7 separate regions of the Mus musculus genome follow, and all the other regions are linked to region 6. A link is a contact called in public HiChIP or PLAC-seq and promoter capture Hi-C data. All regions are on one chromosome and are shown on one strand. The core of a region is the stretch at or near the end of the contact, and the rest is flanking DNA. Distances in the headings are between cores, read along the strand shown. Region 1 overlaps Arl15 (ADP-ribosylation factor-like 15). Region 2 overlaps Arl15 (ADP-ribosylation factor-like 15). Region 3 overlaps Arl15 (ADP-ribosylation factor-like 15). Region 4 overlaps Arl15 (ADP-ribosylation factor-like 15). Region 5 overlaps Arl15 (ADP-ribosylation factor-like 15). Region 6 holds the start of Mocs2 (molybdenum cofactor synthesis 2). Region 7 overlaps Arl15 (ADP-ribosylation factor-like 15).

The links. Promoter capture Hi-C pulls out the DNA fragments that hold promoters and counts their contacts. HiChIP or PLAC-seq counts read pairs in DNA pulled down with a chosen protein or histone mark.
Region 1: an H3K4me3 HiChIP or PLAC-seq map of bone marrow-derived macrophages shows a contact between it and region 6, with 4 times the contacts expected there. The contact joins the enhancer-like site here to the promoter of Mocs2 in region 6. A contact is called at or near these places in 4 of 39 promoter capture datasets (3T3-L1-derived adipocytes, the HPC-7 cell line, cranial neural crest and 1 more) and 2 of 115 datasets of contacts at active chromatin or transcription factors (bone marrow-derived macrophages and embryonic midbrain).
Region 2: a contact with region 6 is called in an H3K4me3 HiChIP or PLAC-seq map of forebrain, with 7 times the contacts expected there. The contact joins the enhancer-like site here to the promoter of Mocs2 in region 6. A contact is called at or near these places in 6 of 39 promoter capture datasets (cranial neural crest, embryonic stem cells, liver and 2 more) and 6 of 115 datasets of contacts at active chromatin or transcription factors (bone marrow-derived macrophages, differentiating embryonic stem cells, forebrain and 3 more).
Region 3: a promoter capture Hi-C map of liver shows a contact between it and region 6, with 5 times the contacts expected there. The contact joins the enhancer-like site here to the promoter of Mocs2 in region 6. A contact is called at or near these places in 20 of 39 promoter capture datasets (3T3-L1-derived adipocytes, the C10 cell line, the HPC-7 cell line and 12 more), 3 of 15 datasets of contacts at CTCF or cohesin (the NIH/3T3 cell line, embryonic stem cells and stem cell-derived epiblast-like cells), 12 of 484 Hi-C or Micro-C datasets (3T3-L1-derived adipocytes, B cells, CD4 T cells and 6 more), 13 of 115 datasets of contacts at active chromatin or transcription factors (bone marrow-derived macrophages, craniofacial prominence, embryonic basal ganglia and 8 more) and 4 of 9 other capture datasets (adipose tissue, embryonic stem cells, liver and 1 more).
Region 4: a promoter capture Hi-C map of liver shows a contact between it and region 6, with 4 times the contacts expected there. The contact joins the enhancer-like site here to the promoter of Mocs2 in region 6. A contact is called at or near these places in 13 of 39 promoter capture datasets (the 3T3-L1 cell line, 3T3-L1-derived adipocytes, the C10 cell line and 9 more), 2 of 484 Hi-C or Micro-C datasets (the HPC-7 cell line and liver) and 3 of 115 datasets of contacts at active chromatin or transcription factors (astrocytes, bone marrow-derived macrophages and liver).
Region 5: a contact with region 6 is called in an H3K27ac HiChIP or PLAC-seq map of embryonic stem cells, with 2.2 times the contacts expected there. The contact joins the enhancer-like site here to the promoter of Mocs2 in region 6. A contact is called at or near these places in 9 of 39 promoter capture datasets (the 3T3-L1 cell line, 3T3-L1-derived adipocytes, the C10 cell line and 5 more) and 2 of 115 datasets of contacts at active chromatin or transcription factors (astrocytes and embryonic stem cells).
Region 7: an H3K27ac HiChIP or PLAC-seq map of large pre-B cells shows a contact between it and region 6, with 9 times the contacts expected there. The contact joins the enhancer-like site here to the promoter of Mocs2 in region 6. A contact is called at or near these places in 4 of 39 promoter capture datasets (cranial neural crest, embryonic stem cells, liver and 1 more), 2 of 484 Hi-C or Micro-C datasets (B cells and embryonic stem cells), 8 of 115 datasets of contacts at active chromatin or transcription factors (bone marrow-derived macrophages, craniofacial prominence, embryonic basal ganglia and 5 more) and 2 of 9 other capture datasets (embryonic stem cells and macrophages).

The regions. Positions count from the first base shown.
Region 1 is chr13:113,827,860-113,830,559 of GRCm38.p6, forward strand. All of the region lies in intron 1 of Arl15 (ADP-ribosylation factor-like 15), which reads left to right. Among named protein-coding and RNA genes, the nearest start is that of Arl15, 35 kb to the left of the region's middle. Within about 2 kb of position 1,407, at least 70 of the 459 cell types and tissues checked have an H3K27ac peak or open chromatin away from gene starts, as enhancers often do. A contact at or near this core is called in bone marrow-derived macrophages, where this site is marked.
Region 2 is chr13:113,916,901-113,919,600 of GRCm38.p6, forward strand. All of the region lies in intron 1 of Arl15 (ADP-ribosylation factor-like 15), which reads left to right. Among named protein-coding and RNA genes, the nearest start is that of Arl15, 120 kb to the left of the region's middle. Within about 2 kb of position 1,376, at least 56 of the 459 cell types and tissues checked have an H3K27ac peak or open chromatin away from gene starts, as enhancers often do. A contact at or near this core is called in forebrain, neural tube and oligodendrocyte precursor cells, where this site is marked.
Region 3 is chr13:113,869,222-113,871,921 of GRCm38.p6, forward strand. The region is part of intron 1 of Arl15 (ADP-ribosylation factor-like 15); the gene reads left to right. Among named protein-coding and RNA genes, the nearest start is that of Arl15, 76 kb to the left of the region's middle. Within about 2 kb of position 1,405, at least 125 of the 459 cell types and tissues checked have an H3K27ac peak or open chromatin away from gene starts, as enhancers often do. A contact at or near this core is called in B cells, the HPC-7 cell line, adipose tissue and 5 more, where this site is marked.
Region 4 is chr13:114,064,132-114,066,831 of GRCm38.p6, forward strand. The region is part of intron 4 of Arl15 (ADP-ribosylation factor-like 15); the gene reads left to right. Among named protein-coding and RNA genes, the nearest start is that of A430090L17Rik, 86 kb to the right of the region's middle. Within about 2 kb of position 1,405, at least 10 of the 459 cell types and tissues checked have an H3K27ac peak or open chromatin away from gene starts, as enhancers often do. A contact at or near this core is called in liver, where this site is marked.
Region 5 is chr13:114,025,182-114,027,881 of GRCm38.p6, forward strand. All of the region lies in intron 4 of Arl15 (ADP-ribosylation factor-like 15), which reads left to right. Among named protein-coding and RNA genes, the nearest start is that of A430090L17Rik, 130 kb to the right of the region's middle. Within about 2 kb of position 1,265, at least 8 of the 459 cell types and tissues checked have an H3K27ac peak or open chromatin away from gene starts, as enhancers often do. A contact at or near this core is called in embryonic stem cells, where this site is marked.
Region 6 is chr13:114,816,888-114,819,587 of GRCm38.p6, forward strand. Mocs2 (molybdenum cofactor synthesis 2) reads left to right here and starts at 1,350. Exons shown (of 6, transcript NM_001113374.1): 1 at 1,350-1,436. It overlaps Gm34790 (a long non-coding RNA gene), which reads right to left and starts at 1,337. Exons shown (of 3, transcript XR_382937.4): 1 at 1,047-1,337.
Region 7 is chr13:113,895,716-113,898,415 of GRCm38.p6, forward strand. The region is part of intron 1 of Arl15 (ADP-ribosylation factor-like 15); the gene reads left to right. Among named protein-coding and RNA genes, the nearest start is that of Arl15, 100 kb to the left of the region's middle. Within about 2 kb of position 1,301, at least 9 of the 459 cell types and tissues checked have an H3K27ac peak or open chromatin away from gene starts, as enhancers often do.

The sequences.
Region 1 (2,700 bases), core at 157-2,656, 990 kb before region 6:
TACTGTTTCCTTTTGAATGTCAAATGATGGTTTTAAGTAAGGATTGCCCAAGGTTTACCCAAAGTCATTTTGTTTTCTCACCCCAGTTTCACAGAGGATGTATCAAATGTATCCAAAAAGCCTAAGGAGATGGTTTAAAATGAATAATGCAGAATTCCAAGGAAAATATAAGAACTCAGACTGTCCCCAGCGTCCTTGAGAACAGGAGCTGGTCTTGTGTCTGTGTTTGTCTTCACATCTCTGGGCCTGTTGCACAGTGTACTGGCTGGTTTTGTGTGTCAACTTGACACAAGCTGGAGTTCTCACAGAGAAAGGAGCCCCTATTGAGGAAATGCCTCTATGAGATCCAGCTGTAAGGCATTTTCTCAATTAGTGATCAAGGGGGAAAGGCCCCTTGTGGGTGGGACCATCGCTGGGCCGGTAGTCCTGGGTTCTATAAGAAAGCAAGCTGAGCAAGCCAGGGGAAGCAAGCCAGAAAGTAACATCCCTCCATGGCCTCTGCATCAGCTTCTGCTTCCTGCCCTGCTTGAGTTCCAGTCCTGACTTCCTTTAGTGATGAACAGCAATGTGGGAAGTGTAAGCCGAATAAACCCTTTCCTCCCCAACTTGCTTCTTGGCTCATGATGTGCAGGAATACAAACCCTGACTAAGACACACAGCATCTGGCACAGGGCACGTCGTACATGGATGTTGGATGTTCCGTTGTATGCAAGGGAGCGCTTTTCCTTTAGTTTTCCGTTATGAGAGCTAAAGTTATTCCACCTTTTGCTTAGTGGCATATCACAGGTGGGTGTTTGTCCCCAGAAAAATGAAGAAATCTTAGTCTTCTGAGATGCAAACAGCAAGTTTGGGTTTGGCATTTCAAAATTGAGTTGGAGGAGTATGGGGGTGGCTGAAGGGGGCGGGGGAGAGTTTATTAGTTTCGTTTTCACTGTGACCACATCACTGTCACCACATCATGGTGACCACATATCTGAGAAGAGATCTTAAAAGAGGAAAAGCTGCCCCATTGACCTACTTCTACTTACTCTATGGGGTTTCACCTTCGAAAGTTCCTTGAACATATAGATAATGCCTTCTGCTGGAGATTTAAGCCTTTAGCACCTGAACCTGTTGGCACATTTCAGATCCAGACAATAATGGGGACCAGCAGGAGCAGAGAGAGAGCCTCTGTTCATCAGATACCTATTAAAGTGGGGAGGGAAGAGGGCTGGAGAAGATGGATTCTAGACACGGCTCTGAGGAGGTTGATGCTGGGCAGGTGGAGCCTCCCTAAGAAGTTCCATGTTGGAAGGAAACTATCTCACCTCCAGGCCTCTTAACTTTGGGCCTTGGCAGATACACAGCTCAGCACAAATATTGTGGTGAGCCCAAAGTTGTGGCAGCTGGGAGCTGACACATCAACTGTACTTCTGTGGAAGGGAAGTTTGAGTGACATATCTCTGTGGCTGCTGCGGTGAGTCAACACAGCAGAGTGTGAATCCAAAGACACTAAATGGAAAATTCCAGAAATAAGTTTAAATTGCATGCTATTTTGAGCTGCAAGATGGATTTTGAACTGTCTCCCACACTCCAGTAGTATATGAATCCCCTTTAGGTCTGGTGTATGTATGCTGTATATATATATATATATTCCTTGATCGCTAAGGTCATTTAGCTTAGTGGCTCCTGTTAGATCAACTGTCACAGTATTACATTGCTTATATTCAAATAATTTTTAACAGTGGGCTGAAAGGCGCAAAGCTAGTGATGTGGGCAGTTTTATTCCATTGAAGTCATCCTATTGAGTCTCTCTGTTTCATTACCTGTTATTAATTGCTTGCTATGCCTAATGTATTAATTAAGGTTTGACATGAGAATGTATGTATAAGGTAAATATACTGCATATAGGATTTGGTATTATCTGAAGTTTTAGAAACGTGAAGGTTTTGGAGTGTCCCCTTAGAGGATAGAGCTGTACTCAGTCATTTACATCTAGGATCTGGGAATAGCAGGACTTCCAATAACAGTGTATTCATCAGTAAATACCTCACATTTAGCCTGAGCCTCGGCCCCTGCAGGTGTTCACCTCTGCTTACTCCGTGAAGAGAATCTGCATGTGGATTCATTTCAAGGCTCATAAAATAAGTGCTGTGGTTTGAGATCTGTCCCCTAAAGAGTTTGTATGCCGAAGCTTGAACTATCAATGTGGTGACACTGGAGATGGGACCATTGTGAGATGCTTAGATGTGAGTGAGGTTGTGAGGATAGGGGGCCTTCAGAAGACTAGTCTCTTAGAAGAAGAGCAGCCAGAAGGCTTGCTTCCTGTCTCATTGTCCGCTGTATGAATAGCAGCCATGAAACTGGCCATCTGTAACCAAAGCAGGGTGCTCACCAGCACTGACCACGTGGGCATCCTGATGGAGAATTTCTTGCCTCCTGTACTGTGACAGGATTTCTGTGGTGGGATTATGGCAGAGAACACTAACATGGTGAGGGGGAAAATACGTATTAGTTGTAGACAAAGAGCATATGCCACCAAAACTTTGATGTTGAAAATCATTTTTGAATTATTGAAAATATTTATACTGAAAATAAATGCTAAATTCCAAATAAAAACCGAGAGAGGAGGAACAATTAAAAGATGCAGGCTAGTTTGTTGAAAAGAGACCTTGTTCCGTGGCTGAGGTTTTTCCTAAATGCTTTTAACGTACTGGCAAA
Region 2 (2,700 bases), core at 126-2,625, 900 kb before region 6:
GAAAACAGAGCATTGATTGAAACACATGCCATGTCCCACAAGGCTGGGAATTTCATGCCACGGGATGGTAGGGAATCCTGGCAGGGCAGGGGCTGGATGCCAGGGCAGGGCTTTTCAGCAAGCCAGCTTCTCATCCAGAAATATGTGGTGCCAGGACAATTCTCTGGCTGTTTGGATGCCTGGCCACCTACAGAATCTATAAAAGTTTAACTTTTAGAAAACTACCAATGAAACCAAAAATAGATTTATCCTTGGGTCCGAGTGCATATTTCTGTCGGCTGGTAAATTCAATCGGGGAAACACACACGTATGCGCGCACACACACACACACACACACACACACACACACACACACACACACACACAGGAGTCTTACCTGCAGCACTGGCAGTGTATATAGTACAAAGGAATGAAGAGGAGGCTGAAGACGTGCCCTCCCAACAGTACTTTAAACAGAGGCTCAGCCAGTAGATAGGGAAGGGAAGACCAAGGTCATAGTGTAAGATGGTCAAGTGTTTGCAGTGTTTGAAGGACTACTGCGTGGTTCAGAGGATAGCTGGGGTCCTCAAGGGCCAATGAAGTCCATAGCTACATGCCAAATGAGGACTTTGCAGCGCTGGTTCATTATGCAGACAGCCAACAAGTACCTACTGTGTTCTCGGCATCGCTGCATCTGCCAACTGTCTAACCCTGTTCCCAACAAAAACGGGCAAAGCTTAAGACCCTGAGGATCTTAACTGTAGGGCTGGCTGCCGGGCTGGCTACCAGACTTTTATCCAAAGCCCTGCTTTTACCCTTAACCTTTTATTTGTTCTCAAATAATTTATTCTCAATACACATGACCTCCTTCCTCTTTTCAAAAAGGAACAAGTAATAATTGACCCCGTGGAAAAAGGCTGCGACAGTCTAGGCATGGGAGACGGTGACAGCGGTACCCGTGAGAGTGGGATTACAATTCACACTGATCTGTTCCTTGCTTCCTGTTGCCCAGGGCCCTGGATTTTGTGTGCAGAACCTGGATTGAGAGCTGGGGCGGGGTTGGGAATATGAGGGGCTGCGCTGCGCTGATAGAAGGGGCTCCAAGCTGGGCTGTGTGTTGGGCTGCCAGACCCTTGCCCAGAGAAGCTAACTGGCAGCCAAGATACCTTAGGAAAATGAGCATCACGGCGAGCAGTTATTTGTCCATCTGGCGCCTTTCTGAGGAGCATAAAGCATTGAACTCATGCCTGCTAACATCCTCCTGAAGAAAGGAAGTGGCAGATAGTGTTAAATGTTACTGGTTAATCATGGGGAAGCTGAAGCACGGATAGGTTTATGGGCTCGAGCAGAGTCACACAATGCCGCAGTGTCTGGCCTGGGAATGAAGCCCGAGTTTGCCGCTCGCTGTCAGGACTGCCGACAGCATTGTGTCTCGCATTGTACAGCCATGAAAGGGGCTTACTCTTAACAATGCGAGGGCTGCTGTAGGAGACAAACCCAGTGACCTTTGGTACAGTATAGTCTAGAGGCCAAAGTGAGTAATTTTAAGTAAATTGACTATAAGATCCAAAGCTTCATTAGGTTTTAAAACAAGAAACAAATGAAAACTCTGTACAGTTTGGGGAGCCGATTTACAAAGCACGAACATTCCTCCCAGCTCTGAAATGGCACGTACTTAAAAGTTCTCTGGAGCTGGCTCAAAATATAACACTTTCTCTGTGAACCATGCCACTTGTTTTCAATACATATGTATTCCTAGGTTTCTGAGATAGGTTTCAAATATATATATATATATATATATTTTTGTACGTACTACGAGTCCAGTGTTTCTCTTCTACGGTGCTGTTTCCCCCTAGTCTAAGTTTGGAAGAGGGAGGAGGCTTTCTCTATCATTCAGATTTAGTTTGGGCTCCATCGGAGCAGTGGGGACTACAGAGCTGGGGAATTCTGGACAGTGGTGGAGCGAGCCCAGGGCACTGTCATGCTGGGTGACATTACAGGCTGTGTGACTCAGCCATGGGACAGAGCTGACACTCTGGGGAGGAATGGAAGAGGAAAGAGAGCAGAGTGTTATCGCTCAGTTGTCATCTGTCAGTGTCTGAGGCTCACCGACAGGAATCAAAAGATGACATAGATTTTGGTGGGCTTGGGTATAAAGTTGCTGTGTTTTGGATTTTAAAGAGAGCATGGAGATGAAATTGCATAACTTTGGGCAAAATCTGCCTGTCTGTCTGTCTATCTATGTATCTATCTGCCTACCTATCTAGTATGTGTGCGTGGCACAGCATCTGTAGAGGCCAGAAGATAGGGAACTCGTGGGAGTTAGCTCCTCACTTCTACCACATGGGGAAGAACTGAGGTCCTTCGTCTTGGTGGCCAGCATCTTTACTCCTTGAGCCATCCTGCAGCCTCGCACACTTCATGTTGTATTTAGGATTTATGGTAATTTGGTTCACATAGTGGGGCCAGTCCCCGTGCCCTCCAGAAGCTGGTCCAGAGGAACTACATGGGAAGAGCTGAGTGAGCCTTGTTTCCCCAAACAAAGACCAAAGCAGCCAGTCATAGCTGTGTAGTGCTGTCTGTCATTCATATATATATATATACTCACGCAGAGATATGTCTAGTCACGAGGAGCCTAAGGGATGAGGAAGAGTTGCGGACAGTGTGACCCAGTCTTCATGTGAATCCAAAAAGTGAGTGACATGGTGGTGTAGAGGAGGC
Region 3 (2,700 bases), core at 155-2,654, 950 kb before region 6:
ATACTTACCAATGTGTGAGTTTTTCTTTTAGAAATTGTACTTTGTTACACCAACTCTTCCTAGTTCTCCAATCAAGTAAATTCTGTTTTCTGGTTGTCTAAGATTCTGCTGTGCGGGCCATCAGGATTTCCTGGCTTATCGCCTTACCCCGGGGTAGCCACCAGGGGGCGGGTGCAGTCAGCCAAATACTGTGCAATTCCCCTCAGAGGATGTGTGCTGGAACTGGTAGTGAAGAAAATACAAGTTATCAGGGGAGGAAAAACAAAACCTTGCACTCTTAGTATGACTTCAGCTTATTAGCCACCCCCACAGGCTTTTGCTATACGCTGAGTCTGGTTTTTCTAGGCAGGCCACACTTGAGCGACTGAGTTCCAGAGTCTGTCACCTCATGGCTCACGTCTCCAGACACTTGGAGAAGGCTTAGTGGAGGAATGAGTGCTGACATCTGAGGTATGACCACTGACAGCCGAGGTGGCAGAAGTGGCCTTTATGCTATAAGACTGTCAAAGATGTCCCTCCAGACGGGAGAGGGTGTGACCCCTCACAGACCCTTCCACGTGCTTTTCCCAAGTGGAAACAAATTCACCTGAGGGATGGCGAGTCACAGGCTTCCGATTCATTTCGGATTCCCAGACATCCGCTGGGCAGCACCTCTCCTCTGGCCAGCCGCCTTTCCCCCAGGCTCCACAACCTCCCGAGTCTCCTTTGATCATCTCTGGGCTCTGACTGTCTCCATTTTGCTTGTCCAGCTCGTGAGTTCATTTTTAACTTGCTTGCTACATTGAACTCTCGTCACTAAAATGGATGTGGTTTCTGCCTTTCTGACAAGTTTTTCAGGTTATCGTTTTAACTCAGCCTCGTTGTCTTCTCTTCTGGGAACATTATCTGTTTCTTAATGCCTCTCTTAGTGGGCCTTTGACTTTCCTTCAGTCCTTTTGTTGGAACCATAGCTTGAGTTTTCAGGAGACAACAGAAAGCCTATCTTGGTTAGGGCACTAATCAGGTGGTAAAGTTCCTGGACATGGCCAGGGACTCCCACTTAATTTCTAATAATAATAATAATAATAATAATAATAATAATAATAATTCAAATCTAGGTTTGGAAAATGTGTGTTTTTACGGAAAGCAGGCTAACTACCCAGGCTTGCCCTGTTGGGAGCATGCAGAGGAGAGAGAAGCCAGGATGTTTCCACGGGTCACAGAGAAAAAAAAGTGGATTCCAAAGGGAAACAGGAAGAGATACAAACGTGGAAAAATTAAAACGAAACAGATGGTTGCTGGAAGCTTCTAAGAGGAAGTGTTTGTGGTGTATTTTCTTGTTTATCGGCATACTACAGAGTTCACACCCGGAAAGTGTACAGGAAGTGTTGAGGCTGCGTGGCTTTAGGATGTGCGCAGCCGTCACGGGGTCACGTGCTTTGTCCTGTCGGGTGCCCTAACGCGGCTGCCCCACTGCATCTTTGGCTGTTCGGGAGAGATGAGCTGTGTTGCTTGACCTGCCTGAGACATTCCTACTTACAAGACTAGTTTGTAGAACTTAGTGATTCTGTTACGGTTTTTAGTTCACCTCTAACCTGAGATGTAGCAATGCCCGTCTTAGAACCTTTCAGATAGATGGTTCTTTCGCAGTGACTACCAGCCAGTCTTCCAGCCTGGAAGACTTTCCTTCGTCATTTAGTGAAGGAGCCTCACAGTAGTGCCAGCCTCTCAGAGGGCCAGAGGATGAAGAGAAGACAGTGCAGAGCCTCCTCGAGGCAGGGAGGGTAGTTGGCTTAGCCATGCTCCCTTGCTTCTCGTGGGAGACACCCTGTCACTCGCACAGGCGTGGAGGGACCCTCTTGCCGACAGTCTCTTTCTTTCCCTGATGGACTGGAGAGAGGATGAGCCCGGACCGCTCAGCCTCCACACCCACAGAACCAATGTTCTTTCTGTCGTTTGGAAAGTTGAACATCCCTAATCCCCCAGCCTGGAATCAGCGAAAGAGGAGACATTTAAATCCCATTTAATTGCCTGCCCGTGCCTTTCCCACTGGCTCCTGGGCCCTGAAGAAAAACGGCCACGCCAGGATTCTGAGCAGAGTTACTGTGATTCCTTCCAGGCCTGGCTAACTAACTGATCACATGCAGTACGCGTTCGTACCTAAGGACTAATTAATGCCTGATGACGTCTGTTGCTCCAACCTTGCTCTTTTTGTTTCATTATTTTTTCTTTCCTCCAAAAAGATGGATATATTAAAAAAAAAAATCTCAAGAAGTAGGATGTATCTGCTGATTAAAAGTTTAAATGACAAAAGCTTGTTATAAGTGAAAAAAAAAAATGAGAGTCCGCTCCCGCCCCCACCCCAGTCCCGCCACTCCCACTCTCAAGGGGCAGTGACAGCGGTCACTTTCACACTGACGGTGTCCAAATTTTCAATTTCAGTCCCCAGGTCCCGCTTGAGTTCCACAATCCAATCTCTAACTTGCTGAGCCTAGATGCTGATTTATAACAATTTCTATTTTCCATCTCGCTGTTTGTTGTATTTACGTATTTGAGCCACGTGAAATCCTTTGGAATCTTGGCAGATGGACCCAATCCATAAGTCCAGCCATCAACTGATTAAGTTTTAGTCTGCCTGTCCGTCTTCTGCCTGTCTGTCTTGTTGGCTCCTCGAAGTAAATCCCTGCTTTTTCTCCCTCCCCCTCCCCCCCAACCCTTTTT
Region 4 (2,700 bases), core at 155-2,654, 750 kb before region 6:
TGATTCCTTCTTGCAAAACAGATGAGTAGTTTTTGTCCAAAATTTGTTCCAAATCCTATTTTTTTGGCAGCATGCTAAGCTTAGTCAGTGTGAATAGAGTATGCTCTCCGTGTCTTGATTACTCTGCCTAAAATATCTCAACATCGTCCATTCGGGCTTTCTTAGGTTAGTACCGCTAATGTTAAACATCAACAACTTCTTTGAAGCTAGTGGAAAAAGTTGCAGCTGAGGCTCTCACAACCTTTCTGACATCTCCCCACACCCCATTTGCATTGTTCAGCTTCCCAGTCCTGAACGCTGAACAGTTAACCTTTGTAGCTCAAAGCCTTTCCTTCCCTCAGCCGCTGCCGTTAGTTTCATGTTCCTCCACAAAGAGAGAGGACAGCTGAATGGAAAGAGGTTATCATTACTATTACATTGACCTTCACTGTCTCCTGAGTGCCCTGGGTCTCCCATCTCTCCTAGTAGCCCAGGACACATTTCTGAGTTCTTTACCTTATAGTCACCAAATGGGGAAAATTGTTGAACCTGTAGTCCTATGAGAGAGACATTCATTCAATTCATTTCTTCATAAAAAAATGACTTTTTTATTTTATTGTTTGGGTGTATATCTGTGTCTTCAGTAAGTGTGTTAGAGTTTGTGTGTGTGTCTATGCACATGCACCTGTGCATATGGTGGAAGTCAAAGGACACCTTTCAAGAGCCAGTCCTCTCCTTCCACCATGATCTCTATCAATAGAACTCCTGTGATGGGGCTTGTGCAGCACTCTACCCACCATGCCTTTGTGCAGTGTCCATACGCACAACCGCAAATGTGGTAGACGGGATTAATAGCTGTTTGGCTCTTTGTGGCATTATCTTGGGTACAGATGCCAATAGTGAACTTGCATGGTAGGATATAAATTGTACCCTCAGACGGAGCCTCTGACGGACCAGTGTGAGGATGTAGCAATGATAGAAGGTGAAGCAGCCCTCAGAATCTGTGGTGGAAACTGGAGCTCAGTTACTGCACTCTGGACCACCGGAGGCTGCTAGCTGCTTTTGCTCACACTAAGAGATAAGCAGTTGGGGGGTGTTGCCTCAGTCATTTGTTGACTCAGATTAATCATTGCCGTGAAGCAGCATTCAGCCCTTAGGAAAAGTTAGTTGCCTTGTTTGGAATCTAAGATGCTGGAACGGTAAACTTTGAAAACATGCTTTGATGCTCAGATTTAACAAAAAGTTCAAAGAAAATAAAAGCCCTTCAAATACAAAGCTAATACCTCAGCCGATTCTCATTGCTTTAAAATGCTAAGTGTTTCTTCTCGAAAGCAAATAAGGCAGAGGTCATTATTTTTGTTGCTTGCCAAAGCAAGAGGAGTGTGATGGTTTTCACAGTGTTCTGGGAAAGCGTAGCAGCTTTCATCACAGAAACCTAACTGGAGTGGCGGGCTGGTTTCACTGATGTAGATAGAGAGCCTTCTGCCTACCCTGCCTTCCATGTGCTCCTGAGACAGACAGGAAAAATCCCATCAAAGGTGGATTTAACACAGGGAGAAGTGTGTTTAGTACCTGCACTGGCTGGTTTTGTGTGTCAACTTGACACAGGCTGGAGTTATCACAGAGAAAGGAGCTTCAGTTGAGGAAATGCCTCCATGAGATCCAGCTGTAAGGCATTTTCTCAATTAGTGATCAAGTGGAGAGAGTCCCTTGTGGGTGGTGCCATCCCTGGGCTGGTAGTCTTGGGTTCAATAAGAAAACAAGTTGAGTAAGCCAGTAAGAAACATCCCTCCATGGCCTCTGCATCAGCTCCTGCTTCCTGACCTGCTTGAGTTCCAGTCCTGACTTCCTTTGGTGATGAACAGCAATGTGGAAGTGTAAGCTGAATAAACCCTTTCCTCCTCAACTTGCCTCTTGGCCATGATGTTTGTGCAGGAATAGAAACCCTGACTAAGACAGTGGCCAAGCACATAAGCCCATTTGTGAAGGAGGATTACTAGTAGTGCTTGTTACATAATTAACAGGTCCTACCACAAAATAGAAATATTCACATCCCTGAAGCTGCTTTAAAATGCCATTAGAAATGTTTTCTGTCCATGATCCCCTGTTTAGGCTCCTGTTTTCCATCAGACTGAACTTGCAGAACACAGGGTCAAAGATGAAATTACTAACAATGTCAAGACTGGGGTTGCCCAGAGCTCATAGAGAACATGTGCAAGACCGTGGGTTTCAGCCTTCTTATCACTACCAACTACAGAAAGTCCAGGCTAGTGACCACGGGGTACTTACTTAGCACACAACCCATCTTGGCCTGGGTGCCTTTCAAAAGTTGGATCCTGTGTGGAGGTGCATGGGATCTACACACTCCCAAAGCCAACCTTGGACACAGTTGTGATCACTACGCCATGTAACATGTCAGCCTGGAAGCATTTTCAGGTTAGAAAGGAGCTGAGCACGTTTATATACATCAAACTTATTAAGTAGATGTTTTGCAGAGTTTGGTTTGGGTTGGAGTTGGGGGTAGTTTCTTATGTGGGAAGAGAAGAACAAGGTATAAAGACTTGGATTAGGTAATGACTTGAAGAAATACAGTGACTGATGCAAAGGTAGCCCAGGGCTACTTCCATTATAGAACTTGCCATCCTGGGTCTTAGATGCCGCTACAGAAAGACGGACAGCCACCCTTAGGAGGCTTCTGGTTTGTCTTCTAATGGATTTGTA
Region 5 (2,700 bases), core at 15-2,514, 790 kb before region 6:
ACTAAGTGGCATGTGCCTGAGCCCTGATTCCAGCTTTTCTGCTGAACTCCACTTTTAATTACAGAATCTTAGACTTAATGGTACTTATGTGCCCTGACTGTCCTTGCAAAAGTGGGATCTCTTGTTAATGTGCATGGGTACGCACGCGCACACAAATAAATAAAAATAAAGTAATAAAGAAGTGGTGTCCCAGCCGTGATGAGGCAGAGGTGGGCAGCTGTCTACATTCGAGGCTAATCTAGCTACATAGCAACTTCCAGGTCAGCCAGGTATATACAGCCAGACCCTATGTCGGGGAGAAATACTAAGAGGAGGAAACAAATCACAAGGTGGTAGACTCATTCGGTCACCATGTGATCGATACCCTGCACCGTGCAGCCGTGCAGCAGGAATTCCCCCATCAGATGTTAGTGCCGTGTTCTTGAGCTTTATAAAATTACCCAATCTAGATAGTTTGTTGCAGCAACACAAAGCAGACTAATGCAGGGACAGTCCCTGTGTTGTCCCAAGTCTGCCTTTTTAACAATGAAACAGACAAATGATTATGGCACTGGATGTCTAGAAGACTTTCCTGATATGCAGCATACTGTATTAGAGAAGATCCCATGGGAGGGGAGTAAGCCCTAATTACATTTTGAAAGAAAAAAATTGCTGAGACCCTCTTGTAATAGTCAAAATAGTTTTTGACTATTAAGAAATCACCCGTTGGCTTTGTTACCAAGAGTGCTTTGCAGCCGGGTATGGTGGCTGACACCTTTAATCCCAGCTCTCGGTGGCTGACACCTTTAATCCCAGCTCTCGGGAGGCAGAGGCAGGCGGATTGCTGATTTGGAAGCCAGCCTGGTCTACAAAGTGAGTTCCAGGACAGCCAGAGCTACACAGAGAAACCCTGTCTTAAAAAAAAAAAAAAAGAAAAAAAAAAAGAGTGCTTTGCTCATTTTTGCTCTGCCTTTAAGTCCTTGCTCTTTGCCTTTTGCTCCCTCTGGATCATCCAGGGTTCCCTGGTTAAGAGTCCGTGGGACTGCACTTGCTTCTCCTAGTATCCCTCAATGTATGTTCTCTATTCAACTCTGAACTCCTAGTATGCGATCCAGAGCTAGAGATCGGGGTGGATGAATAGAGCCTATTCCTCTCTTGACACGGAGGAATTAATTCTTAAAGAAGCATATGATTGCAATAATATTTTAATAGCCAGTTCATACTTGTGTCTCCTACTGAGCTTGTAGACTGCTCAAACCCGTAGCCTTGAGCGAGGAGACTAACCCTTCTGTCCTCAGTTCTTCCAGGCATGACAATAAGGGTCACACCTGCCTCCTGTTTATGGTAATTATGGATAATAAGATGTTAAATTCAATTTATTGGCCGTGTTGTACTTGAAATTCAAGGTGACCTGGTTGTTGTGCAGATGTAGTTTTAAGAAAGACAAAAGAACCATTGACAAGGGAGTGATCTGCATCCGAAGCGTATTAAATGGCTTTTGGGGGGAAAAAAAGTGGGTTTTCTAGGATTTCACATTCTTTGACCCTTACTACTTCTGTTTTAGCAATAAGAGATTGAGGGTGACTACTCTATAAATAGGTTTTCGATTCATATTGCCAGATAATACACAGTTTGATGAGAGTGAAGACGGTTTCCCTGAGAGGCTAAGTTCGCCGGTTTATGTATTGTCTTGCAATGTGTCTCTGTTTTTCCTTGGCTTCCAAGCCTCTTAGCATATTACTTTCTCCAACAGAATGTGTTCTTGGCTGACTTAAGCAGAGGAGAGGTTGGAGCTCCTCTTCCCTCCCAGGCATTGATGGAGCAGTAATCAGAATAAAATACGGTCCTGAAGAGGATCCAGCTGGGGCCCTAGGAGTTACAAAGTGAAGCCAAGCCTGGTTCTTAGGGACGGTCTACAAACTGAGCTGAGCACTAGTGACAATCACATTTCACTGCATTTCATAAAACTTACCGATCCTTTCCTCTGTACCATTGAGACTTTGCAATAATTATACCCGTGTCACCCAAAGGAATTTAGAGTATATGTTGAACCTTTCAAAGGAAGCACAGACCAGCAGAGCAGTTGGGGCATTTCAGTGTAACACTGAGACTCTGTTGGGCCTGGTAGATGGTGTTTGACTCAGGATTTAGAACTCATTGCCGACGGGTGGCTAGTTCTTTTCCGACCAGTCTTCTGCTATCCTCTTCTTGGGAACTGTGGACGAACGCTCAAAGCTATTAGCTGCAGTCATTTCATGCAAACGTGTTGACCTCAGGGACAAAGTGAAGTGTGTATGCTTTAACAAACAGGACTGCATGCTTAATGCCTCTGAGGAAGAATGTACCCAGCCAAGTCTGATTTTAGTGCACAGTGAAGTTTAAAGAGAATGTAGTAAAACACAAAATCAGAATTTTGTCAGACCTTCTGTGAGTCACATAAACACAGGAAGGACCCAAGCCAACACTTATCCAGTGAGTTGGACATCTTAAGTGGGTGTGGTGGCAGGGCAGCTATAGTCCCCATTCAGGAAGGCCCATGCAGGAGGACAAGTTCCAGACTAGGTTAAATGTCTATGGTAATTGAGCCATAGTTCCTATAAAATGGACCAAGTGGCTTATAGTTTCCACAAAACACATCAGCTTACAGGTTTGCATGCACAGAGTTGGTAATTCCTTTGTGGGTTCTTGTGAATACTGAAATGTAAAAGATAGAAAGTAAAC
Region 6 (2,700 bases), core at 100-2,599:
AACATTATTTCTTTTAACTTGTAAAAGAATTTTAAAAATTTTTACTGTTCAGTGCTGTGGATTGTGACTTTACACTAAGCAACATCTCAGCCCTAAGAATCTTGTAGAATAAAGAGGATATTTTCAAAATGAATGGCATTATCCTGATGTCATGGTCTCATAATTGGATTTTTAATATTTGAATAGAGTAAAACATTATTGAGCTTTGTCTTTGTCCTTGTTAAGATTTTATTTCTTATGTGTGTGGGTGTTTTGCCTGTATGAGTGTCTGAGCACCGCCTATGTGGATGCTGGGAATTGAACCTGCGTCCTCTGGCAGAGCAGCCTAGCACAGGCTTAACCCTGTCTCATCTCTGAGTCCACCAAAGGAAGTTTTTAGGAAGAGCTCTTAGGCAATTTTTGAGGTCCCACCTGCCCTCTCCGCCCCCAAGCAGGAATGATAGGCTCTAGCCTTTATATGCACCAGTTTGTTTGCAAAACCACATTGAACTATGCATTGTTTCTTAGCCTATTGAAGATATTGCTCATTGCTGTCACTGGAAACGACCCAGGAGCCCAGAGTGACTGTCAGTTTCCTCGTTTACCTAACAGCATGTGGACATAAATATTTAACCTTAATGTTTAGCAACCTTATCAAAATAAATGTTGATGCAAATCATAATCGGGCTTATTACTCCCCTCTGCCCACCCTTCCCCTTCTGCATTTCTATTTCTTCCTTGAACTGAGTACACCCATCTTGCCAACTATTTTCCTTCTGGAAATTTATTACCCAATTTTTACGTTCCCATAGCTTGACACAGAACGTGAAATGTCCTTTCCTTCCGTATTTGTTACTATTTTGGCAAATGTATTTGGCACAAGAATCTCCTCGGTGAGACTTCCTACAGCAGGTGACCCAGCCACGCCCCCCGCCACTCTCAACTGAAAGGTAAGGTTTTTACTAAGATTACAGTTGGAACACAGTTACGGTTAACCCGGACTGAGCGCCCAGCGAGGGCCACTTAAATCCACGTACCCACGCGACAACTAAGGCAGAGATGTGTACCTAGGAAGTCTGGATGGGGTCGCTGGCTCAGAAACTCCTGAGCGCCTAAAACACTGAAGTGACAGTCAGATACCGTCTCCACGCTGCGAATAAGAACCCGGATCCCACACTGGATGGAGGGGCCGCATAGGTTAGCCTGGGGAAGGCCACCCTGCCGGGTCACACAAGAGGTCGCAGCACTGGGATCCAAAAGCAGAGTAAACTTTTGTGGGTGCAGGAGGCGTGGCGGGGCGGAGCGAAGTGTACGCAGGCGCAGTGTCCACACGCCCGGGGTTGAGCACCACCCAGAAGGTGGAGCATCCGGCTGCGCATGCGCTCTGAGTCACCGGCGCCTCTAGGGGTTGGAGAACTGGCTTCGCGGTGTGTAGCGGGATGGTTCCTAGGTGCCAGGTAAGAGTTGGTTCGCGCGGCTGGGGCGCCCCTTCCTCTCTAACTCCTCCCGGGTTCCGGGTCTTGCGCCTGCTGCTCGCTGAATGTCAAGTTCTGTCCCCGAACTCTGGTGTCCAGGTCATGGCCTTCACGACCGATTACCTAGACGGTTTTTTTCCCTACCATTCCGGATGATTTATTTTGACACTTTTTAAAATTAAAACGCTCCTAGTTAGGAATTATTGTGAGGAAATGCGCATCACCCAATGATTGACAGGCTCAGGATAGTTTGCAGCAGCCGTGATTATTGTGGAGAGACCGAGTTGTACTGAGTGACAGGTGAGACCTTGTGCACAGTCAGGTCCCTTAGTTCCCAGGCTGATTACACGGGTTTGGCCTAGAAACTACCAGTTGATCCTGTAATTCAAGCCCATTTGCTTTGCTGCATGTCAAATGTTCTGTGTTTTGTAACTCAATCGTAATGTAGGACGGAATCAAAGGTCATTTGACCACTGTGAAATGAAAGCTAGGCCTTTGCTGACTGGGTTATTTAATTTACTTGTGTAATCCACCCCCTGACTCAGACCTCTGTCTCTGCTTCGCGGCTGATGGAAGAATCGATTCCGTGTCAAGTCAGACTTAGCATGTTTTCTAAGGAAATTTAGTAGGATTTTAATGCTGCCACACAAGCTTGAGATTGTGAGAGGTCTGAACAGTAGGCAGAAATCAGAAGTGATTTTAAAGCGTTTGTCTCAAATATGAATCTATAGATATATGGAAGTGTTTTGTTTGTTTGTTTATGTTTTTCGAGACAGGGTTTCTCTGTGTAGTCCTGGCTCTCCAGAACTACACTCTGGTAGACCAGGCTTGTCTTGAACTCACATAGATCTGACTGCTTCTGCCTCCCCAGTTCTGGGTTTAAAGACATGTGTCACCACCACCAGGCCAATACTGAAGTTTTGTGAGCCATTGCATTTGGGGAGCGAGGAGCCTTCTTGGTGCGGGTTATTTAGACTATCCTCTCTCCTTTCAGATTGACGTGTTGTATTTTGCAAAAAGTGCTGAAATAGCCGGAGTTCGCTCGGAGACCATTTCTGTGCCACAGGAAATCAAAGCGTCAGAGCTGTGGAAGGAGCTAGAGAGTCTCCATCCTGGGTAGCTAACGTTATAGAGTGCATATGATGAACATGTAAAGGTTTCTAAAATGTGTAAATTACGTGTGAGTGTGCGTATGTGTGTTCTCACACAAGAGTACTAGTTCTTTTAAAATTCTTGAAAATTTAAA
Region 7 (2,700 bases), core at 51-2,550, 920 kb before region 6:
AGCCACCACTGAGGGCTGGAGGCTGGGGCACCCTATCAGACAGAGGTGAAGGGGACCAGCCTTTAAGAATGAGAAGGCTCTTCAGTGCACCCTTGCATTGGTGCATTGCTGAGACTAGAGTGTTACAAGGAAGTAGGTGTTCAGCAGGTGGTTCTGAGTAGGCAGAGAATTCCTGGCAGACTTCAAAACCTCCGAAGCCTGCTCCTTCTATGGCCATGGTGTGATACCTGGAGTGTTGGTGGAGTGAATGAACTAGGGAGGCTGGACAGCCTAGGTCTATGAAACAAGCGGAGACTAATGGGCTTGGGGATGCCTGGCTCCTCTCAGTGGCGAGCCGCAGGCATGAGCTGAGTGCGAGCCATGCTGTTGAGATAGATACCAGGCGTCTCATGAGAGACCTAAACACAAGGATGCTATAGGTGAGGATGCTATAGGTGATGCTTATACCAGGCCCACCCACTGAACTCCAAGAAAGTAGTGAAAACAAATCTGGGAAGATAGGCACTTTTCTTGTTAATGTTTGTGACGTCTGTTTTGTCTTATGTATGATAGATTACAGAGAAATACTTGAGGCTGTATAAGGAAAATTTTGTCACCAACAGACAAAAGTAAGATGTATGTTCCTGGCACTTGACTTAAGGTTCTCTGCATCTTATGAGTGTGAGGTTAATGGAGCACTGACCTCTGCTTAACCTCTGGGCAGGTTACAGGTCATCCTTTTTTTGGAGCTGGGTTATAATTTTATCGACTGGTTCTGAGAGCGTCCCCCCCCCCCCCCTTGAGTAATATCGAGTAGCTCAGTCAGTTTGCAAACTCTTGTTTCTACACCCTCTTCTTCATGCAAGTCCCGGCATAAGTCCTCCCTCTGTGGGCTTTTTCATGTCTTGGCTGCCTCTCAAAGCTCCAGGTAAGCAAATTTGGCTGTTGTGTGTCTGATGGAAGGCTTGTCGTTTTGATACGCCATTATGCTCCGTGTTCTCTAAGCCTTTTAAAATTGCTGAATGTTTTAAATAAGCGAACGAGCCGATGTTGTTTGGACTTGCATCCCTCCTCCCCCCTCTCCCCCCCTAAAATGTTAAGGTACTGATTGAATCTTGTTGGTGCAAAGCATCCAGACCTTTTTAATGTATGCACTAGACAGATTGCTTGTAAGAAGTGTAGGCAGGTAAAAGGATTAGTTTTAATTATGTTCGGAGCTAGTGTGATCATGAAGCAGGGGCAAGCAGCCCCTCCTGCTTCTTTGTGACACCAGCCTTAAGACATGTACCCGAAAGGCGTGTTAAAAGAACAGTCATTGAACGCACTTCCCTTGGCCTGCCTTCGGGGAGATGTTTCTCATTACCTGGAGAACACCCAGACACGTCCATGCTGCTTGCTTCGGTGAATTCCTGGCTAGTGTTTCCTCTCCTTTCCCTTTTGTCTTATGCTTGCAATTCCCGAAGCTCCGTCAGCACATTTTCACGCCGGGTCTTTTAAAACGAGCCAAAGGTGGGATGGTATGAACCGCCTGGAGCACGCCAACGCGCGGAGAGGGCCAGGAAGGCGGGAAGGCAGGTGCCAGCACAGGGCCTCTTCCAATGACCTGCCCTTAGGTTTTTCTCTTCTTCTGGTCTCTCTTTAAGGTACACATTAAGATCCCTGGTTGGAGAGTAGGGTGGAAGGAGACCCAAACTCGGTCTTTTTGTATTTTGTTGGAATTTGAAAAGAAATTTCAAATATTAAAATATTTGAATATTAATTTCAGTATTAAAATTGGTATTGAAATAAAGATTGAAGCTCTTTTATAGATACCATTTATTGTAACAAACAAACAAACAAACAAACAAACAAACAACCAGGCCAGCACCATGCTCTTCATCTCCTTTCTAAGTTCATCTGGTTGACCTCCATGCAGAGTGGAACTTGGTCGCCAGTTGAAAAGCTCTTTAGCTGTTTTTCTTTTATGACTCAGACTGTAAACCTTCAGCATTTGATGCTTGCTCACTCTGTTAGAAAGTATCCTGAGAGTGTGCTTTGAGATAGCTCAATCATTGACCAGAGGACCGTTTGAATCCTTGCTGCCAACAGTTTCTTTTGAAAATAAATTATGAAAATGTCTCTTCACTTTAACATATTTCAAATATTTAAGATAACTGTTACAACAACAGATTAAAGGGTTTTTTTGGGGGTGCGGGCTATACACTATTTCCCCATTACTTACCTTTTATGCGCTTCTTGTTACTGATTTCAAGGGCATTTGAAAATACTGAATGGGTGGCCTTGCCCAAATAAACATTGCATGGCCGTTAAACTGTACAGCGGTCTGAGAAGTTGGACTGCAAACCTGTACCCTCCTGCTTTGCCTCTCTCAGGATGAGAGTCATTACTTTGTTGGGTGGGATTGGCACTGCATACGCACCCACCTGTTGGCCACTTGGAAGTGCTGTGTTATCCGAGCAATTGTCCTAATGATGTAATGCCTTGGCTCAGCCTACCCTATTGTACTTGATGGCATGAAGCTGCCGGTTTATGACAGTGTATCGTTATAATTGTTCTGCTTTCATGGTGTATTGCTAATATCTTTTCAGTATCTCGTGTACAAATTAGACTTTATCATAACTATGTCTAGAAGAGAGAGCGTGGTGCGTGTGGGGTTCACTGCTACTCACAGTGCAGGCCATTTACTGGGAGTTTGAGAACTTACTGTTTGCAGATAAGAGA